Linked DNA regions of Mus musculus: region 1 is linked to region 2. The links are chromatin contacts, called in public Hi-C maps. All regions are on one chromosome and are shown on one strand. Each heading gives the region's core, a stretch centred on a gene start, on an enhancer-like site or on the middle of the called end of the contact. The rest is flanking DNA. Distances are from core to core; before and after follow the strand shown. Region 1 holds the start of Rpl31 (ribosomal protein L31). Region 2 holds the start of Hs6st1 (heparan sulfate 6-O-sulfotransferase 1).

What was found. Hi-C and Micro-C count contacts between places; a contact is called where the count stands out from the background.
Region 1: a Hi-C map of natural killer cells shows a contact between it and region 2, with 12 times the contacts expected there. The contact joins the promoter of Rpl31 here to the promoter of Hs6st1 in region 2.

Annotation. Positions count from the first base shown.
Region 1 is chr1:39,365,044-39,369,344 of GRCm38.p6, forward strand. It overlaps Rpl31 (ribosomal protein L31), which reads left to right and starts at 2,808. Exons shown (of 4, transcript NM_001252218.1): 1 at 2,808-3,212. The coding sequence starts at 3,106.
Region 2 is chr1:36,066,682-36,070,852 of GRCm38.p6, forward strand. It overlaps Hs6st1 (heparan sulfate 6-O-sulfotransferase 1), which reads left to right and starts at 1,719. Exons shown (of 2, transcript NM_015818.2): 1 at 1,719-2,503. The coding sequence starts at 1,977.

The DNA.
Region 1 (4,301 bases), core at 1,558-4,057, 3.3 Mb after region 2:
CCTGCCTCTGCCTCCCAAGTGCTGGGACTAAAGGTGTGCACCACCACTGCCCGGCCTGCAGTTCTAAGATATGTTCCAGCAAGTTCAACCACAAAAGGGGAGTCACCAGAGGTTGCTAGGGAGTTAGTTGAGGGTATAAGAATTGACTAGCCACTTTGTTTGGAGAAGGTTGTGCACGGAACTCCGTGCAGATGCATGTCCCAGGGTGCTAAGCTGCCTCTGAAAACTACCCACTTTAGGAGCTCATGGTTTAGGAGCCACCTAGATGCTGGCTGCATGAAGCTAAAGTTCCTTCTAGGGCTCTATTAAGATAGACAGGTCTGTAATTTCTCCTCTTCTGTAAAATGATGATGGCTCCTTCTTGGTTCTCTAGCTAGGATCCATTTTGGATACCATGAGGTTGCTATAGATATGTACCCTTGATTGCTCTATCCTGAGGGTGGGGGTGGAGTGGGCAGGAAATATTTTTCATTCACCAAGAGGAACATTTGGAAAGAACTTGAAATGAACCCTAAAAACATGAAGTCTGTATGGAACTCTGACCTATTTTTTTCTCTTACCCTAGCATTGTCTAAGGGTTAGAGATTGGGTTTTTCTGGAAACAAACTTATAGTTTAATTGTAGTCATACTTTAATTGATGGTTAGACTCCTAAGTGGAACAAGATTGTTAATGGACACAGTGTATTCATTCTCCTAAGGCTGTCTATCTGGAAGTCATTAAAAGAGGGTGGAGTATGCTGTGCTCCTAATTTAATTTAACTCTGCCTGAATTGTGCACATGTTCAAAATTTGGGTTCGCTCAAAAACCTATAATTGTGTAATTTTCCACTAAATGCATGCATCATGGGAATTGTAATCACTGACCTCTTCATTCATTATCTTTGCTTATTAAAAGGTCATTCTGTAACTACATCTGTGTCCCAGAAAAACCATGATCATACTGTCTGGAAAAGTACAGTGTCTTGGCTCAAGAGTCAAGATTGAATGTGACCTCAGTTTAAGATACTACAAACAAACTAAAATTGTAACACCTTCTGTCTCTAACAACTAAAATCCCCTTGTACAAACAACATTGTTGTCATTGTTAGACAAGGTATCACTATGTAGCTCTGGCTGGCTTGGAACTCCCTATATAGATCAGGCTGTTCTGCAACTTACAGAGCTCCACCTGCCTCTGCCTCCCACTGTGGAATTAAAAGTGTGTGCCACCACACCTGGCGAAGTGAAGCAGTTCCTAGTCATGACTTTGCACTCTTGCCAAAATGTCCTAGTAAAAATTTAGCGATATAAAATGGCTTTAATTTCTGTTCATGTTGTAGCTTGACGATCTCAAAGTCAGCCAGTAATATACTGAAAAAAATCTAATCTGAGTCATCTAGAGAAATGCTATTAGTGCTCAGATGGACTTCATATTATGGAGATAAATAGCCTTGCTTTTCTGTAGAAAAGCTCATTAGAAATGAGGCAGGGGAATTTTTTTTCCTTTTTGATTTTTTAGCTTAATCATGTGTGGACGGATATGTCTAGTTTATTGACTCCTTAAATTATTCATGTTTTACTTTTAGTATGAAGTCAGGAACTCACAGCCTTTTATAAACTCAGCTTTTCTAATTAACCATTATTTATTAACCATAACTAATTATCATTTCTTGCTCAAGTCAGCACACTCTGACTAGTGGGCTCCTCTGTCTTCTTGCTAAAGATCCCAAATTCACATTTTCATATTCTCTTTATAGCCCTTCCTCCCTCTCCCTCCCTCAGTCTCTACTCTCCCCTTCCCTCTCTCCTCCCCTTACTCTTGGATCTAGTCTCATTGTGTAGCCAAGACTGGCCTCTGTGTAGTCCGTCCTTAATTTGGCATCCTCTTGCTCTGCCTCCTGAATGCATCGCTCCAGACTTCCTTTTAAATTATTTTTGAGTGGCTCTGCTTGGGAGATTGCGTTGCAATTTTCTGAGCTCAACCCCAGTACCAATCAGCACTCCCATAGAACCCCTTCTGGTTTGGATTCTCTAAGAACTAGAACCGAGCCTGTCTGCTCCTTTCCTCCTAGCCCCACTGAGAAGTCATCAGATATTGTCAAGCGTGTTTAGCCCACTACAGTCAAGGATATCTCGAACTCCTGATCACCTAACTCAACCCACAAAGTTCTGGGATCACAGGTGTGCACCACCACACGTGGCTGTGGACACTATTTTCTTAAGAGAGAGAGAGCAGTTGCCTGTCCACCCCAAGTCTGACCTTTGGGGAATCCAAAGGCCCCAGCATCCCTTAGCCAAAGGAGGCAGAGACATAGGTTCCTTGTAAGATCGTGGAGTTTCTGCCTGCCTGTCTTCTTGCCTGTGAGATCCTGAAACTTGCTCATTGCTGAAACTCCAATAGACAGGCTATTCGGACATGTTTAGATTCGGAGATCTATTTTCTACGGACGTGCCTGGCATTTCCGTGGGCATTTTCGACTTGGAAAATAAATTCTTTTGTTGTCGTCTCGGTCATTCCGGGGACCTTCCGCCAAGCACAGTATCTAATAGATTAAACAAACGTAGAGTGAGTGAGCGAGTGCACCCGAAAAACTGGAGTATCTTCCCTCCCGGCCGGGCGTTCCGAATCCGGGTTCGGGTTGGGATTTAAATCCCATCCCGCACCTCCACTGCTCAAGGCAGATTGCAAGAAGACTGACAAGATCGACCCCGCCCTGGGCCCGCCCTGGGTCCGCCCCATGCCGCTCGCTCCGCCCCTGACGCGCGCTGTATTTACGCCCCAGCCTAACTCCTAACTTCCCTCGCCACACCTCTTCCTCCTCGCCTCCCCGTGACCCGGAAGTTGTACGGCTACGCGACTTTCCCTCCCACAAACCCTCGCGCCCTTCCTTTCCTACTTGGGCCCGGCAGAGTGAGTATGGCTGCGGGGTCGCGGCTCTGAAATCCGGCGCCATCCGCGCCCGGCGCGGGACGGGCAGGCTCGGTGGGGTTTGTCCCGCGCCGCGCGGAGGCTCTGCGGTCCGGGGCGGTGGGAGGACGGCCTGCGGGGTACGGGTGCACCTTAGCTCGGGCTTGGGCTTTCCCACTACCTGCTTAGAGCCTCCCTCCCTGTCGCCTGCGTCTAGATGGCTCCCGCAAAGAAGGGTGGCGAGAAGAAGAAGGGCCGTTCTGCCATCAACGAGGTGGTGACCCGAGAATACACCATCAACATTCACAAGCGCATCCATGGAGTGTGAGTACCGGGCGGGCGGTGTGGCCCGCGACCCCCTTCGGGCTCCGGCCGGGCTGGGCTGTCACCCGCGAGCCTTGCTTACAGACTGGGTGCTCTAGAGGGCAAGCGGGTTTATTCCGGTGTGGTTGTGTGTACGTGGAAGGTGTGCGGGGTTTGGCTTGCACGGCAACCGGCTAGGAAATGGAGACTGGAGGCTGTGATGGAGTTTGAGGGAGCGGTTAGACTTGGGGAAGGTTGGTGGTGCTAAAACGTGAGTTCTGGTAATCCGGACGTGTAAAAGGAAAGTCAGTGACTTGTACGCTGCAGGAAAGTGGCCGGTTACTACCTCAAGTGCGAAATACGATTTTTTTTTTCGTCGTCCGATTATACAGATTTGTGCAAATTCGGGGCAAGTTGTAGTAAAGTGGCGGTTACAGAGAGTGATTGCGGTCCTTATTTGTACACGACCTATCTGCATTTGCGTTCCAGCCCTAGAGCTTGAGTTCTTGGACTTGATGGTTTAGTATTTTCGGAGAGATTTTGCCGGGTTGAAATGTGTGTCTGCACCTAGTGGGTTGCCCCAAGGTCTTTGCCCGGTATGAATACTGCTGGTGGTCGGCCACGTTCCTTCCTCTATGGTTGGGCATATTAAGCACTATGAAGCACTATTTAGGCCTGTGACAAAGTGAAAGTAGGCCACAAGTTAAAGGTGGTGTGGGTGTTGCCCAGTATGTGGAAGGAAGAGTCGCTCTCAGGTGAAAGGTACTCTTTAAAAGCAGCCTTGAATAGAGCATTGTAGAAGCGAGTCGTACCCCCCCCCCAGGCCTTTTGTATTTTGTTGATAAGGCCCTATGTGAGAATCTCTAGCCTCCTTCATTCTTTGGTAATTTCTTGGTCCCCATTGTGGTGTAAACCAAGCCTCTGCTTTGTTCCACTCCTTGCTTTCCCTGTCTCATTCATTCGGGTAGTAGTTGAGCCCAGTGCTAGGTCTGCCCTCTGAGATCTACTCACTGACTGCGGCAGCCCCACTTTTTCCAATTCCCTAACCATAACATTGAGATTGCTCAGTGCTCCATCTCTTTCCTGGTCTTTGTAAGTGATACCACCTGA
Region 2 (4,171 bases), core at 469-2,968:
TTAGTTTCTGAGACAGTGTCTCACATTAACCTGCTGCCTTATAGGCTAGACTGGCTGGCTTGCAAGCCCCAGGGATCTGCCTATCTCTTCTTCCCCAGCAGTCCTGGGCTTGCAAACACAGGCCAAGTATCCCTGGCATTTTATACCTGGGTTCTGGGTACCGAACCCAGGTCCTGAGTCATGCACAGCAAGCACTTTACCAGCTGAGCCCAGTTTCTTCACATTCCTGACAAGTTGGATATAAGTGTGTCTGCATTCTCTCCTGATCTCACCGTTTGGGAGGGCTTTCCTCTTAGCTCTTATTTGTGTGTGTATGTGGGGTGGGGTGGGGGTTCAAGACAGGGTTTCTCTGTGTAGCCCTGACTGTCCTGGAACTCTCTCTGTACACCAGGCTGGCCTCGAACTTAAGAAATCCGCCTGCCTCTGCCTCCCAAGTGCTGGAATTACAGGCATGCACCACCACTGCCCAGCTGCTCTTTTTTTTCAAGTCTTTTTTTTTTTTTTTTAACTTGCAGTCAATGCTTTGGACCACTATTGCCACCCCCTCCCCTTCTCTCCACTTTTTGACCCACCCCTTAGCAGGACAGATCCAGGGCACTACCCAGGGGTACTTGCTGTGGGCACCTGAGCCTGGCCTGGCAGTGGGAGCACCTCCCAGAGGCCACTCTGGCCTGAATCCAAACACCCAAGCCCCTCCCAGCTACCCTAGGCTGTGGAACTCTGCACAGGTCATTTCACTCCCCACCTCCAGTTGTTCTGGCCGCCTAAGTATAGCTAGGGGCCCAGTACAGAGTACAACATGGGCGACGGGACCTTCCACATGTTATAGGCTGCATAGATTACTACTAGAGCCTCCAACTTGCAGCCTAGGGCCCAGGCGACCCTCCACTACAGGCAGAGCACCAATCAAGGCTGCAGATACTGCTGCCAATGTAAAAAAAAAAAAAATCACGAAGGTTGGAATTTTAATTTTTTTCTAATGTTGGTTCACTATTTTGTTTGTTTGTTTGTTTGTTTGAGTATGACCAGGATCAAAACAGGGCACACTGGGCGAGAGGGACAAATAAAGCTTGTCCTCTGGTCTCTGCACACATTTCGGTTTATCTTCAACTGAGGGCTTTGGGTCATTGTCCCAGTGCCTCCAGGGGACTGGTGATATCCACGTAAGAGCCGGATCCATGCCCTTAACGTCTCTCTTCCTTCCCCACCCTTACTGGTAGTCCTAAACCACCTGGTGGTCCCGACTCCCAGCGCTCTCGAACTTGGAACTTCCTATCCTTCAATGTGAAGGTCAAAGCCTCCGTATTCCCGTGGGAGACAGAGAGCGCAGGTAACACAAACTACCATAACCAGAGAAGGTGAAAAAACTCGGGCTCCCAAACCCAGGACCAATGCCCAAAAGAGCCACCCACTCGTAGGCTCGGGACAACCCAGTCGCCACCCACAGGTCTGCGAGCTGGATCCAATGCCCTTTCCGTAGCGACCGGCGTTGACAGTGTGAGAGACACGCGACCCGTCGCCCAGCTCTGGCCTGTGCCTGGGCCTCCTCCGGCCCCGCCCCTCCCCCAGGGCGCTCCAGAGGCGGAGCGGAGGATCGGAGCGGGCGGCGACAGCAAGAGGCGCCGCGAGGGCGGGCCAGGGGCGGGCCGGGGCGGAGCCGCGACGAACTGCGGAGACGCGGCGGCGCACGGGGCGGTGCAGAGCGTTCTCGGCGCTGAGCTTTGCGGGCGGGTGCGGGCGCGCGCGGCTGCGGGGCGCTGTGGCGGGGGCCGGGCTGTACGCTAGCCGAGCCGGGATCGGGGCGGGGAGCAGCCACGGCGCCGCCGAGGCCCGGGGCCCGCGACGCTGCGCACAGCCTGGGCGCCGAGTAGCCGGGCCGGGCCGGAGCGCGGGCGGCGGTGGCGGCGGCGGTGGCGGAGCAGCTGCGCCCCCCGCCCTCCCAGGCCCGGCGCCCGGGCCGCTGGCGATGGTGACACATGCGGCGGCGGCGCGCCGGCGGCAGGACCATGGTTGAGCGCGCCAGCAAGTTCGTGCTGGTGGTGGCGGGCTCGGCGTGCTTCATGCTCATCCTTTACCAGTACGCGGGCCCGGGGCTGAGTCTGGGCGCGCCCGGTGGCCGCGTGCCCCCCGACGACCTGGATCTCTTCCCCACGCCGGACCCACATTACGAGAAAAAGTACTACTTCCCGGTGCGCGAGCTGGAGCGCTCGCTGCGCTTCGACATGAAGGGCGACGACGTGATCGTCTTCCTGCACATCCAGAAGACCGGCGGCACCACCTTCGGCCGCCACCTAGTGCAGAACGTGCGCCTCGAGGTGCCCTGCGACTGTCGCCCGGGCCAGAAGAAGTGCACCTGCTATCGGCCCAATCGCCGCGAGACCTGGCTCTTCTCTCGCTTCTCCACGGGCTGGAGCTGCGGGCTGCACGCTGACTGGACCGAACTCACCAACTGTGTGCCCGGTGTGCTAGACCGCCGCGACCCAGCAGGTCTGCGTTCGCCCAGGTGAGCGCCCGCTGCGGGAAAGTGTGATGGCGGGGGGGGGGGGGGGTACCCCTAAGCCCCGGGCCAGATCTGCCCTCTCCTCTCTTGGGGCCCCTTCCAGTCTGCGGGATCCCAGGATTCCCATCTCATCCTTCCCTACACCTGCCACTCCTGACCTCTGATCCCTCTTTTCACCCTCTGTTCCGTGCCTCTCCTCGCCACTGGCCTGTCTGCGCAGTGCCCAGACTTCCTCCTGGGTCACTGCCCGCTGCTCTCTGTCCACCCTACCTGCTATGCACTGCGGGCTAGCCTGAGAGATAAACCTCGGGGACTAGAGGTCCAGGCTTGGCTCTAGAGGCAGAAAAACAGGTGTGTCTCTGTGTGCATGTGTAGCCCGTACCCGTCTAGTACTAAAAGTGGAGCAAGAGAAATGCGGTTCCTCTTCCTGTGCACCTGTGGTATCTCCAGGCCCTCCGGTGCCTGCCAGCCTGGGGAGGAGCTGCCAGGAAAGGGGTGGGCTCTGCCTGCCGGTGTGTGCAGGTAGAACAAAGGCCCGTGTGACCCAGACTGAAGTCGGAGAGAAGGCAGCACTACCTGGCCTCCCCAGCCACAGAAGTGGAACAAAAGCCTCCAGTTGAGGACTGACTTCCCTAGAAATCTATCCACCGGCCAGGTTAGGGATAGCTGAGACCGTCAAAGCTACTTGTAAAGCCAGGGACCTCCCAGCAAGGCCCATCACTCTCCTCCTTGTCTGGGGATGTGAGTGAGGGCCAGCCCCTCTGAAAGCACTTTGTAAAGTTGAGATTGTAGCCCTGTTTCTGTTGGTGCCCAGTGATCCTCCTGGGATTACCTTCTTCCTAACCCGCCCCACCCCACCCCAGGAATTAGGGCTTCTAGCCTGCCTTTGTTTCTCTTCCATATTTGCTGTAGGACTGAACTTACAGAGGAGCTAGGAAGTGGGTGTGGACAAATTTTAACTGAAGTCGCTATTTTCCTTGGTACACTTGGGGCAGGAAGGTGCTGGCTCTCCTGTGGGGTTGGGACTCTAGGGTCCAACCAACCTGGAGCTGTTTGCATGCTTTACAGGCTGCTAGAGTTGAGTGGTAGATACACACACTGCACCCCACGCCTAGCAGTGCTCAAGCCAAGTGGAGGTATTCCATGGCCCTAACCTGGACCCAGAGTCTCCTTTCCAGGCCCTCGAAACTGCTTCCTGTCCACATAAGCTCTGCCGTACACACGTACATGTTTCAGTTCCAGGACCCATCCCAATAGTTCAGCCATGCTATGCTTGAGTCCAGGTCTGGCCATAGCAGCTGTCCACTGATCCACCAGTCAAGGCTGTGGGTGCCCATTGCTGGGCACACGCCAGCAGGCCCAGGGAAGTCCTCTCTGTCAGCAGGACGTGGGGCTTGAAACAGTGGACATGCTAATCATAGGAGGTCTAGGCAAACTGCATGCATGCTGCTCTTAGAGCTGTAGAGAGGCCAGAGCTTCGGGGTGAGCCTACCCCTCACGGACCACACTGCCCACAGATTGTAACAGAGTGAAGGACCACAGTGCCCCTTGACTAGAAGTTTATCAGAGGCTCATGATGGAAGGAACAGGGAGGTGCATGGCCCCAGATGCTGTTCACAGGCCTTGACTGCCTGCAGAGGGTGTAAGGGCCAGGGATGAAGAATGCAGGGT